2 separate regions of the Callithrix jacchus genome follow, and region 1 is linked to region 2. Evidence: chromatin contacts called from public Hi-C data. All regions are on one chromosome and are shown on one strand. Each heading gives the region's core, a stretch centred on a gene start, on an enhancer-like site or on the middle of the called end of the contact. The rest is flanking DNA. Distances are from core to core; before and after follow the strand shown.

Evidence for each region. A called contact is a pair of places that touch in the nucleus more often than the background predicts.
Region 1: a Hi-C map of skeletal muscle shows a contact between it and region 2, with 4 times the contacts expected there. The contact joins the promoter of MB here to the enhancer-like site in region 2. A contact is called at or near these places in 2 of 3 Hi-C or Micro-C datasets (induced pluripotent stem cells and skeletal muscle).

Annotation. Positions count from the first base shown.
Region 1 is chr1:206,457,576-206,463,798 of calJac240_pri, reverse strand. It overlaps MB (myoglobin), which reads left to right and starts at 1,685. Exons shown (of 4, transcript XM_054240720.2): 1 at 1,685-1,918.
Region 2 is chr1:206,225,932-206,231,986 of calJac240_pri, reverse strand. No RefSeq gene overlaps it. Among named protein-coding and RNA genes, the nearest start is that of HMOX1, 10 kb to the left of the region's middle. Within about 2 kb of position 3,641, at least 6 of the 16 cell types and tissues checked have an H3K27ac peak or open chromatin away from gene starts, as enhancers often do. A contact at or near this core is called in skeletal muscle, where this site is marked.

The DNA of each region.
Region 1 (6,223 bases), core at 436-2,935, 230 kb before region 2:
ACTCTTACTGATCCTTCAAAACCTTGCTCAGACATCACCTTCTCAGTAACATGCTCCTTGGTGGAATTAACTGCACTCCTCCATGATTTCTCTGTACCTTATATCACAGTGTGCAATTATTGAGCACTTACTGTGTATCAGGCAACATGCGGAGTGCTCCCTCTTTTAATCCTCACAATGACATTTAAGATAGGGTATTCCTTTCAAAATCTCCACTTCATAGATAACAAAAACATAGATCCTGGAAAGTTATGGCACTTTTCATGGATCACAAGAGTAGTACATGGGATGGCCAACCACGAAATCCAGAAAGCTCATTCCAAAGCCTTTAGCCCTATACTGAATGGCTCCTATTACTGCCCTGATCAGAAAGTGCTGACAACATTAGGTCACACGTCCCTTCCTGCTACTGCCTCTCAAAGCTGAGAGGCCATGTAGTGTCACCTTGGTCCCCCAGGGCCCAGCGCAGAGCCTGGCACACACCAGGTAAGCATGAGTGCTATGGAACGCGGCTGTCCATTCTCAGCTCCTAAGTCCTTGCCTTGGTCCTTGTGCTTGGAATATCTCTTCCTCACTTTGCTCCTAACAAACTCCTATTGATCCTTCAAAACTCTGCTCAGGCATCACCTGAGCCTGGCACCTAAGATTCTTCCCAAGTACGTGTCACCTCCCATGGCTCCCATTGCCCCACGCATCTCCAGCAGGCTTTGCAGCACTGTTTGATGCCTCTGCTTAGACCACTCTGCAGAACGCTCCCTCATACATTCACGTGCAGCCCAACCATCATCTATGCACAAACTCCTATTCATCCCTCAAAGGCCTTCACCTAGCAGGCCTGGGCGCTGCCTTCTCAACTATAACTTAACTGAAGTTTCTTTTTCTTTTTTTTTTTTTTTTACCACTGAGTATCCACCACACTCAGTGCTCCTTTTTCTTAATTTTATTTATTATTATTATTATTTTGAGACAGAGTCTCACTCTGTCACCCAGGTTGGTGGAGTGCAGAGGTGTGATCTTGGCTCAATGCAACCTCTGCTTCCTGGGTTCCAGCAATTCTCCAGTCTCAGTCTCCCAAGTAGCTGAGACTACAGGCATGCACCACCACACCTCACTAATTTTGTATTTTTAGTAGAGTCAGGGTTTCACCATGTTGGCCAGGCTGGCCTCGAACTTCTAACCTTGAGTGATTCTCCCTCCTTGGCCTCCCAAAGTGCTGGAATTACAGGCATGAGCCACCGTGCCTGGCCAGTGCTCCTATTTTTAGTCCTCACAGTGACATTTGAGGTAGGTTATTATTTCCAAAATTTCATTTACAGACAAAAAATGCATAGTCCTTTGAAAGTTATGCCACTTGTCCTGGATCACAATATTAAAAGATCATGATTCGTCTTCTGATAATCTGGCAAGCCATCCATGGTCTTCTAGGCAAGGTGCCATGAATAGAGACAGAAAAAAACCCCCTCCCAGCTGGCTGGGAAGAGAGACTGAGAAACGGAGAGCACAGATGGTGCAGGCTTTTCTCCTTGTTGCCACTAGATGGCAGTAGGGCCCCCATTGTCAGCCCCTGGGGCAAGGTCACCGGCTGTCTTTGCCTTTGCTTCCAGCAAGCCAAGACCCTAAATGGACTCAGTACAAAAATAAACAATCCAAGAGCTTGTTGGCCTGGTCCTTTGCTAGGTGCTGTAGAGCAGGTGAGAGAGTGAAGGGGAAGAACCCCACATTAGACCAGTTCTTAGCCATGAAGCAGAGACTCTGAAGGCAGACTGCCTGGGTTCCAATCTTGGGCTTGGCATTTAGTAGCTGTGTGACTTTGGGCAAGTTACTTAACCTCTCTGGGCCTCAAGTGTAAAGTGAGGCTTGTAAAACTGTCTCCTGCAGAAGAAAGGGCCGCTGGGAGGAGCGCTACCCCTGGCGTGCAGTAAGTACAATACGAGTGTGTGGTTTTGATATTCCTGCTTCTGAGGTCCTCACAGGGTAGAAATGGAAAGAAGCCAGTCCAGACGGGTGCACCCCAAAGCAAGAGAGATGAGAGGCTGCACCAGTGCTGGAGCCGGAGTGGGGAAGAGGCACATCTGCCAGGAAGCGGGTGGAGTGGGGTCGGGGGGAGTCCCAGCTGGAAAGCTGTTCCTATGGAACGAGCCTTGAAGAAAGGGGAGGACGGGTGAGCATGGGGTTGGGTGGCTGGAGGTGGGACTGGGCTCTGTCCAGATGACAGGTGGATGGTGGGGCTGGAGGAGCCACTCTGAGCCTCCAAGGCCGGGCAGGGTGAAGGGACGAGGCAGGCCGGTGTCCCGGGCCACATCTGTTGACTGGGGGATTAGGATACTGCGTTCTTGCCAGCCCTCCTCCAATAAGCCCCTCTGGGCCTGCAGGGAGAGGAGGAGCCTTGCCATGTAAACTGTATTTTTAGCTCCCTGCGCCTCTCCCCGGCTGCTATAAGACACCTCTCCCCACCCCCAGTCCTGGCCGCTTGGCTGGAGGCTCTGTGAGGACAGCTGGGGAGAGAAGGGAAGCTGTGGTCAGTATGATGGACCTAAGGGGCTGGAGAGGAGCAGCCTGGGGGGGGTGGTTCTGGGGTCTGGAGCAAGCGTGGGGGTCCTGCTGGCCCATCGAGGGTCTTGAGCAGGTCCTGCAACCCTCAGGCCCCAGCTCTGCTCTGAGTCCTGGCCTGGCGCTGGTCCAGGAGGGTAGACTCTGCCAGGGAGCACAAGCTAAGCTGGGAGTGGGGTGGGAGGGCCTGCTGGCAGGAGGGAGGCGCTGCCCAGCCTGGCCTGCAAAAGCTGGTTCCCAGAAGGAGGAGGAAGGGAGTGGCGGAGACCTCGGGGACTCCCGGCTTTGAGGAGCCAGAGTACTCCTTCTTGCCACATCTTAGCTCTTCCCCGGTGGAGTCTTAATCCCAGATTTACAGAGGGGAATTGTCACCTGTCCAAGGGCTAGCAAATTCCCAGGTCACCTAGATTGGGTTTTCTAACCATAAAAATAGAGGAGCCAGGTGCACAGCTGCCTGGGGGGCTCAGACCTGTGCAGGTGGGTGCTGGACGCCCCTCACTACAGCGTTCTCTTTGTGTGCATGTGACTAGAGGTGACAGTGGCTGGAGACTGAAGATCTCAGAGCCTGTCTTTCTCCACCAGCCTGATGCCCCCGCCTCACCTTGCTCAGTGAAAGTCTTGGGATGTTCAGTCTGGACAAGAAAGGGCTTAGATGAGCCTGCTGCTTCTCTTGTGAGACAGACTCAGCTGGGCCTCTCTATTCCCAAGGAGCCAGCGGAGCCACCACGAGGGAGTGACGGTGACGTGGAGGCATCTTTTGGTTCGACATGAAAAAGAATTTTTGAAGCTTTAGGTAGTGAGCTCACCATTCCCAGGAGTATTCAAGCAGATGCCAGACAATTATCTGCAGGGAAAACTACATTCAGTGGGATATTGGACAAAATACCGTGGAAGGCCTCTTTTAGCCACAAGATGCTACAGCCCTGTAATTCTAGACTTCTCTGCCTCTAGCTCTCTATGAGTCTAGAATCTAGAATCCCAGTTTCTCGGGTGGCCAAAAGCTGAAGATTTTGACACTCTAGAATTTTAGTTCTGGGATCTCGGGAGTCCAGAACTGGGAGCACAGAGGATGATTCTGCGAGCCTCAGTTTTGGATTCAAAGGATTCTGAGATAGGAAATGGAAAAAGAGGAGGCCTGACTTGTTGGGATCCAGTTTTCCCCACTGGCCGTCAGACTAACGTGCCCTGCATGTGTGTGTGTGCGCGTGTGTGTGTGCAGCATGAGTGTGTACGGCTGCAGAAAGTTTTGCACACAAAGGCAGCCTGGTTTTCCTATAATGCGCCTGCGGCTTCTCTGCCCCGGCCATAATGAAGGCTGCCACGGGGATAATAATGGCCCCCAAACAGAGCTGGTGGCTCCAGGTAGCCATGGCAACTGCGAGGTAACGCTGTTCTGTTGTAGAGATGTGTAAGTACAAACAGATGTCGGTGCCTTCCCATTAGCTTAAATGGTAAAACTTAAAAGGTCCATCGACTTCAAAGCTACAGGTTTCCATGAGCACGCTGGTTCATGGGAGCGCCTGCCAAGCGGATGATAGCTTCATGTTAAACACTTCAGCGTCAGTAACGGGTTGATGAGATTTTAAACACTCAGGCTGTCCCCAGACAACTCAGGAGGCCAGAGATAGGAGAAGAGCTGGGATTCGAGTAGTCATTCGGGATGTTCTGAGACTCGCAGGAGGGCACGGGGCATTTGAAAACCGCACCCTGCAACTCAATCACCAGGAGTCTCGAATGTGTCCCCCCTGCCTTCCCCAGTGCACAGGGCAGGCGGCCCTGGGTCAGGCGTGGCACAGCTCAGTGTCATCACCTTCTTTCGGCCCTCCCCTCTCACATCCTGGGCTCACCCCCAGCGAGTGACCAGCAGTAAGAGTCAAAGCTTCTGAGGGTCTGAGACCGGGGCAGGCACTCTCAAAGTTGCCTTTCCTTCTGAGGCTGGGCCTGGCAGACTGGGGCCTCAGTACTCGGCTGTTGCCTGAATGAATGAACAAAGGAACAAACAGATGAATGGCTGAATGAATGAATGAGAGCCCCGTTGACACCACCATGGCATTTTTAGCTACTACTCATTTTGTTACTGCTTCTTCCACTGCTAAAGAGATGGGCCCTCGGGGGTCGGCTGGCCTAGCATTCCGGGTTGGCTTCTGGAATGGTCACCAGGGAAGGGGACACCAGATGTGCAGCCAGTGCCTCTGACCCTTTTGGTCATTAGGAGTCAGCTGCCTCAGTACACAGGACTCGTTGAAAAGAGACACAGGGCTCCTACAGGGAGTGGAGGCTCATGGCGATCCTAGCAACGTCACGGGCCAGGCTTCAGAGACTCACACAGAGGGCATTCTGACGGAGTTGCACAGGGGAGCTCTAAGTTTGGGGGTTCTTTGAATCTGACTCTTTTTCTAGCTACATTTCCTACCTGTCCGATTCTTACTAGACATCCCTGTTCACGTTCTCCTGGCTAGCAGACGTTGACTATTCAGGAAGTCAGTGGCTCCTGACGTCGGCTTTCTCAGCTTGGTTGTGACTGGCAGCAGGTCTGGGGGAGAATCGAGTGCCCCAGAACTTGACTGGCTACACCTGCACCTCAGCAGGGGTGGGGCAGGGCAGTTACCTTTAAAAAGCTGTGTAGCTGGGGTAGTCGTTCCTCACACATCCAGTGCAGACCCGGGACGGGCCAAACACTGGCTTCTCCTTTCTGAATCTCGCTTCCCACAGCTATAAAGTGGGGTGGTGCTCACAGCTTCCTAGAGGTGTTGTAAAAACTAGATGTAATCTTGCCAGGGACGAGCTTTGTAAAGTCCTGTGCAGATGGAAGGAAGGGCCTGTGACTACCTCGAACATAGCACTCAATAAACTGTACCGTATTTTCATCCCTCTTAGTTATCTCCCTAAAGAGACTCTGAGTGTCTTGGACGCAGGAATGTGTTTGATTTGATTTTGTCCTCAGCATGTAGCAGAGTCTGACACACAGTACGTGGTCTATCACTGTTTGTGAGATGGGCGGATGGATGGATGGATGAACAGATGGATAGATGGAGGGATAGGTGGATTATGAATGGATAAATGAATAGATAGATGAATGGAGGGAGGGATGATGAATGGAGGGATAATGAGTGGATGAATGAGGGGATGGGTGGATGGATGGATGCAGGGAGGATGGAGGGAGTGAGAGATGGAGGAACAAATAGATGGATAGATGGAGGGATGGATGGATGATGGATAGATAGATGAATGGAGGGAGAGATGATGAATGGAGGGATCATAAATGGATGAATGAGGGGATGGGCGGATGGATGGATGGATGCATGAACAGATGGATAGATGGAGGGATAGGTGGATTATGAATGGATAAATGAATAGATAGATGATGGAGGGAGGGAAGATGAATGGAGGGATAATGAGTGGATGAATGAGGAGATGGGTGGATGGATGGATGGAGGGAGTGAGAGATGGAGGAACAGATAGAAGGATAGATGGAGGGAGGGAGGGATGATGGGTAGATAGATGAAGGGAGGGAGAGATGAATGGAGGGATAATAAATGGATGAATGAGGGGATGGGTGGATGGATGGATGGAGGGAGGATGGGTGGATGAGTGAGTTGATGGATGCATGGATGGATGATGGATGGATGGATGAACAGATAGATGGATAGGTGGAGGGATTGGTGGATGGTGG
Region 2 (6,055 bases), core at 2,392-4,891:
ATAGCTCCAAGATCTGGTATGCCCTGGTTCAACAGGATCAAGGGACTGTTTGTATAGTACAGACTAGGTAAAGCAATAAACTCTAGGCAGAAGGACTGCAGTCAAATTCAGGATCCATGACTTCCCATCTGTGTACACTGGAACCCCCTAAGCTTTTATTTCCTCATCTGACAAAATGAGGAATAATAACAGCATTGATTCAAGGGGATGTGGTGATGACTAAATCAGTTTAACGTATGTAAGAAGTTCACAGGCCACGTGCAGTGGCTCACGCCTGTAATCGCAGCACTTCAGGAGGCCGAGGCAGGCAGATCACACTGTAAGAAGTTCGAGACCAGCCTGGCCAATATGGTGAAACCCTGTCTCTAGTGAAAATACAAAAATTAGCCGAGTGCGGTGGCGGGCACCAGGGAGCTACTTGGGAGGCTGAGGCAAGAGAATCATTTGAACCTTGGAGGCGGAGGTTGCAGTGAGCCAAGATTGTGCCACTGCACTCCTGCCTGGGTGACAAAGCAAGACTCCGTCTCAAAAAAAAAAAAAAAAAAGCTTACAGTGAGGCTTGGCAGAGGAGGCACGCAGTAAATGATAGCCATTATGTTGGTCAGAGAGGCCTCCACTTCCCCTTTAATGATTCAGCCAGAGTCTTTTTCCTGTCTAGAAATTTCTGGATGGTTCTGCAGCAGGGCAGGGGTTACTAACATTCAACAAACCTTGAATTCAGTCAGGAGGTTTGAATCTCAGGTTCTTCATATTTTTTGTTTGTTTGTTTTTGAGACGGAGTTTTGCTCTTGTTGCCCAGGCTAGAGTGCAGTGGCACGATCTCGGCTCACTGCAATCTCTGCCTCCTGGGTTCAAGTAATTCTCCTGCCTCAGCCTCCTGAGTAGCTGGGATTACAGGCTTGTGCCACCATGCCAGGCTAATTTTGTATTTTTAGTAGAGACAGGGTTTCACCATATTGGCCAGGCTGGTCTCGAACTCCTGACCTTAGGTGATCCACCTGCCTTGGCCTCCCCAAGTGCTGTGATTACAGGCATAAGCCACTGTGCTTGGCCCATATTTACCTTTTTCTCAAAAAGTAAACTTCTCTGAAATAATTTCAAATGTCCAGAAAAGAATGGCACAGAGAATTTCGGAATACCTTCATCTAGATTCACCATTTGTTAGCATTTTGTCACGTTTTCTTCATCATATTCTCTCTTCATATATATGCATATATATTTTTGAATATATATGAACAGATATATATATGCACACACACACATATATATCCTTCTGCCTCCATCTCCTGAGTATCTGGGACTATAGGCTCATGCCACCACACCTGGATAATTTTTTTTATTGTTAGTAGAATTGAGGTCTTGCTAGTTTGCCCAGGCTGGTCTCCAACTCCTGATGTCAGGGGCTGTCCTCCTGCCTTGGTCTCTCAGAGTGCTGGGATTACAGGAGCCACCATGCCCATCTACCCGCAAATTATTTAGCATGTATTATATCTGGAGGGCAGCCCCTGCCATATGATTATAAGAATCAGGAAATTCGACTTTCATACAAATTCATTATATTGTAAAGGAGGCAAAATTTTACCCCTACCCTTTTAGAATTTTCACCTGGGCCTGAGAATGAAACTGACATGAGACAGATTAGTAGGAGAAAAGCATATACATTTATTTAACGTGCATTTATGTAACATGTGAGCCCTCCTAAGGAAAAGAAGACTCAAGGAAACAGAGCCAAACACTTACATGCTGATTTGGACACAGAGTAGTAAACTGTGAAAACGTGACAAGGTAAAGGCGCGTGGGTGTGGGCTAAGGTAGTTAACTGGGTAAAGAGACTGGGAAGATCTGGCTTTAACAAGGTTTGTTTGTACAGATTTCTCTTGGCTTCAACTTCCTGCCATGAATGAGAAGAATGCTAATTTTCTCCTCATATAGAGAAAAGTCTTCCATGTGGAATTTCATCTCCTGCCTTCAGGAAGAAAAAAAGAAGGTCAGAGCAACTTTTTTTTTTTTTTTTTTTGAGATGGAATATTGCTGTTGCCCAGGTTGGAGTGCAGTGGCATGATCTCGGCTCACCCCTGCAACTTCTGCCTCCTGGATTCAAGCGATTCTCCTGCCTTAGCCTCCTGAGTAACTGGGATTATAGGCATACGCCACCACACCCGGCTAACTTTGTATTTTTAGGAGAGACAGGGTTTCTCCATGTTGGTCAAGCTGGTGTCGAACTTTGACCTCAGGTGATCTGCCCACCTGGGCCTCCCAAAATGCTGGGATCACAGGCCTGAGCCACTGTGGATGGCCCAGAGCAACCTTACACCTCTTTGGTTTGGTTTGGTTTTTTAAGGGGCTTTACCTCAAAATAATTTTTTCTTTTTTTGAGACAGTCTCACTCCACTGCCCAGGCTGGAGTGCAGTGGCCTGCAACCTCAACCTTCTGGGCTCAAGCAATCCTCCTGCCTCAGCCTCCCTAAGTAGCTGAGACTACAGCCACGCACCACCATGCCTGGAAAAATTTTTGTATTTTCTATTTTTTGTAGAGATAAAGTTTCATCATGTTGCCCAAGCTGGTCTGGACTCCTGAGCTCAAGCAATACCCCCATGTTGGTGTCCCAAAGTGCTGGGACTACAGGCATGCACCACGACACCTGACCAGCTCAAAGTAATCCTTAATCAATGAGTAATCCCAGCTACTCGGGAGGCTGAGGCACGAGAATCCCTTGAACCCAGGAGGTGGAGGTTGCAGTGAACCGAGATGGTGCCTCTGCACTACAGCTTGGGTGACAGAGTGAGACCCTATTTCAAAATAATAATGCTCCTTAATCCAAAGTTGCATATTTTGGGTTGCATGTCCTGAACTTCTTCAATATAAAGCTTACATTCAAGTGTCCCCTATTGCCCCAATAACTTCCTCTTTAGCCGTTTTACTAGACCAGGCTCCAGCCCAAGAGCGTGCATTGCATTTAATTATACTGCCTCTTTGGCATCCTCAGCCTTTGAAGTTTTTGAAGATGACAGGCCAGCTAATTTACAGATGCTCCTTCATTTAAGTAGCTCCCACATTTAGGTTGCGGCGCCCCTGCGCCCCGCCCAACCGCCATTTAAAGTGTGAAGGCCCCAGTTCAGCGCCTGGCCTGCGGCAAGCCGTCAGGAGATAGAAGTTCCCTAAAACAGGGGTGCGGGGAGTGGCAAGAGGCTAGAGGACGAGTGAGAGGAAGAGTGGAGGAGCTGCTGCGGCTTCCCTAGGATTCAGGCCCCAGACGAGGCCGTGGACTTGCTCGCCCAGGCACATCCCGACTCCAGACTCCACCCTGACGTTCCGGACTTTACCCCAAGGGATTAAACCTGGAGCAGCTGGAACTCAACGAAAACAGATCTCCAGACCGTGACTCAGCGAAAATAGACCTTGAGACCGTGACTCAGCGAAAACAGATCGGGGCGGTGACTCAGCGAAAATAGACCTCGGGACCGTGACTCAGCAGGAAAAACAGAGCCACTTGGCTTAAGAAAAGATTACTCAGCAGGGGCCAGCGGCGCCAGGCTGGCTGAGCGCGGGGGAGGGGGGTTGGGGGGGATGTGTGCCCCAGGCTTTCGGTGTAATGGAGACAGTGTGCCTTTCTTTCGGACCTGGCCCCTGCCTCTTCCCCTCTCTAAGCTCTAAAGACTGGTTAACAGCAGGATTGCTGGGAGGCTTAAGTGAGCCCCAAAGGTGAGAACTGCCTAGTAGTAGATACCGGGTCCCTTAACAAAAAACCTTGAACGAATAACGAATGCCTCTGCCAATCACAAGCTCAGCAGCACCGTAGGAACTTACTGTTCCCCCCCCCCCCTTTTTTTTTTTGAGGAGTCTTGCTCTGTCGCCCAGGCTAGAATGCAGTGGTGCGATTTCGGCTCACTGCAACCTCCGCCTCCCAGGTTCAAGCAATTTTCCTGCCTCAGCCTCTCGAGTAGCTGGGATTACAGGCGCCACCACACCCGGTTAATTTGTGTGTGTGTGTGTGTGTGGTTTCATCATGTTGGCCAGGTTGGTCTCACACTCCTGACCCCAGGTGATCCACCCGCCTCGGCCTCCCAAAGTGCTGCAATTACAGTCATGAGCCCCGGTGTCTGGCCCATTGTGGGAGCTTGGATAGCCTCCTGGGAAGGTGGTGGTTGCTATTTAGTGATTGGAGATCTCCTTCAGCCCAATTCAGCAAACACTTGGTTATCTTCCTGAGGCCTTAGTTTCCCCATCTTAAAAGTGAGGAATAAAGATAATTTCTCGTTCACTTAATGATATTCCCTGGGTCTGTTATCATCATCATCCTTGCCTTTTTTCTTTTCTTTTCTTTTCTTTTTTTTTTTTAGACTGGATCTCACCCTGTTACTCAGGCTAGAGTGCAGTGGCACGATCTCGGCTCACTGCAGACTCCATCACCCGGCCTCAAGCAATCCTCACACCTTAGCCTCCCAACTAGCTATGATCACAAGTCTGTGCCACCATGTCCACCTGGTTCATTTTTTGTGTTTCTGATGGAGACAGGATCTCGGCATGTTGTCCAGGCTGATCTCAAACTCTTGAGCTCAAGCGATCTGCCTGCCTTGCCTTACAAAATGCTGGATTCCAGGTGTGAGCCACCATGCCAGCCCATCCTTGACATTTAAATAAATTTAAAAATACTGTATTCTTTATTTACCAGGTATGAAAATAATGCATGGCTATTGTACAACATTTAACTCTATAATTCCAACTTGTACAACCACTATTAACATTTTAGTGTATTCCTTTTTTTTTTTTTCCTGAGACTAAGTTTCACTCTTGCTGCCCAGGCTGGAGAGCAATGGCGCAATCTCGGCTCACTGCAACCTCTGCCTCCCAGGTTCAAGTGATTCTCCTGCCTCAGCCTCTCCAGTAGCTGGGACTACAGACATGCACCACTATGCCTGGCTAATTTTGTATTTTTAGTAGAGACGGGATTTCTCCATGTTGGTCAGGCTGGTCTTGAACTTCCGACCTCAGGTGATCCACCCACTTCAGCCTCCCAAAGTGTTGAGATTACAGGCACGAGCCACCGCACCCTGCTAGTATATTTCTTAGAACTAAAAAAATTATAGCAGGGTACAGTGTCTCATGTCAGTAATTCCAGCACTTTTGGGAGGTCCAGGTAGGAGGACCACTTAAGCCAGGAGTTTGAGACAGCCTGAGTGACAAAGTGAGACCCCTGTCTCTACAAAAAAATATTAAAAATTAGGTGGGTGAGGTGGCATGCCGCTGTAGTCCCAGATACTTGGGAGGCTGAGATGGGAGGATCCCTTAAGGCCAGGAATTGGAGGTTATGATGGGCTATGATCATGTCACTGAACTCCAGCCTGGGTTACAGAGTGAGACTTTGTCTCTAAAAAACAAAAAGTTAGGCCAGGCACGGTGGCTCACAATTGTAATCCCAGCACTTTGGGAGGCCAAGGCAGGTGGATCACGAGGTCAGGAGCGCAAGACCATCCTGGCCAACATGGTGAAACCCCATCTCTATTAAAAACAAACAAACAAACCCCAAAACTGGCTTTTTTTTTTGTTTATTTTGTTTTTTTAAGACGGGGTTTCACCATGTTGGTCAGGCTGGTCTTGAACTCCCAACCTCAGGTGATCCGCCCACCTTGGCCTCCAAAAAACTGGCTTTTGACCATCAAGAGAGCCACCTGTGAGAGTGTCTATGGACCCACTGTGTCACCTGTCAAATGCTGGGAAATATTTAGTTCTTAGGGGGTCCCTGGCAGGCAGCTCTGAGAAAGGATCTCTGTGAGGGTCCAAGGTCCAGGGGTCCAAGGTCCTCTCTGAGGAAATTCCAGAATGTGCCCTGGCCTTCTGGGGAGGCGGCATCCCCTGGGAAGATGGCCTGGGGGTGTGGTGGAAAACCCCTGGCCTTTGGCATCAGACAGAGCTGGTTACTGTACTCTACTTTACCCATGCTGTGACCTCTTCACTCTGCAGTCTCCACTTCTTTATCAGGAAAATGGAAATGACAGTCCCAGTTTTCCAGTGCCAGGGGTGTAGGAACTTGGTGTACTCACTGTGTGGTGCACA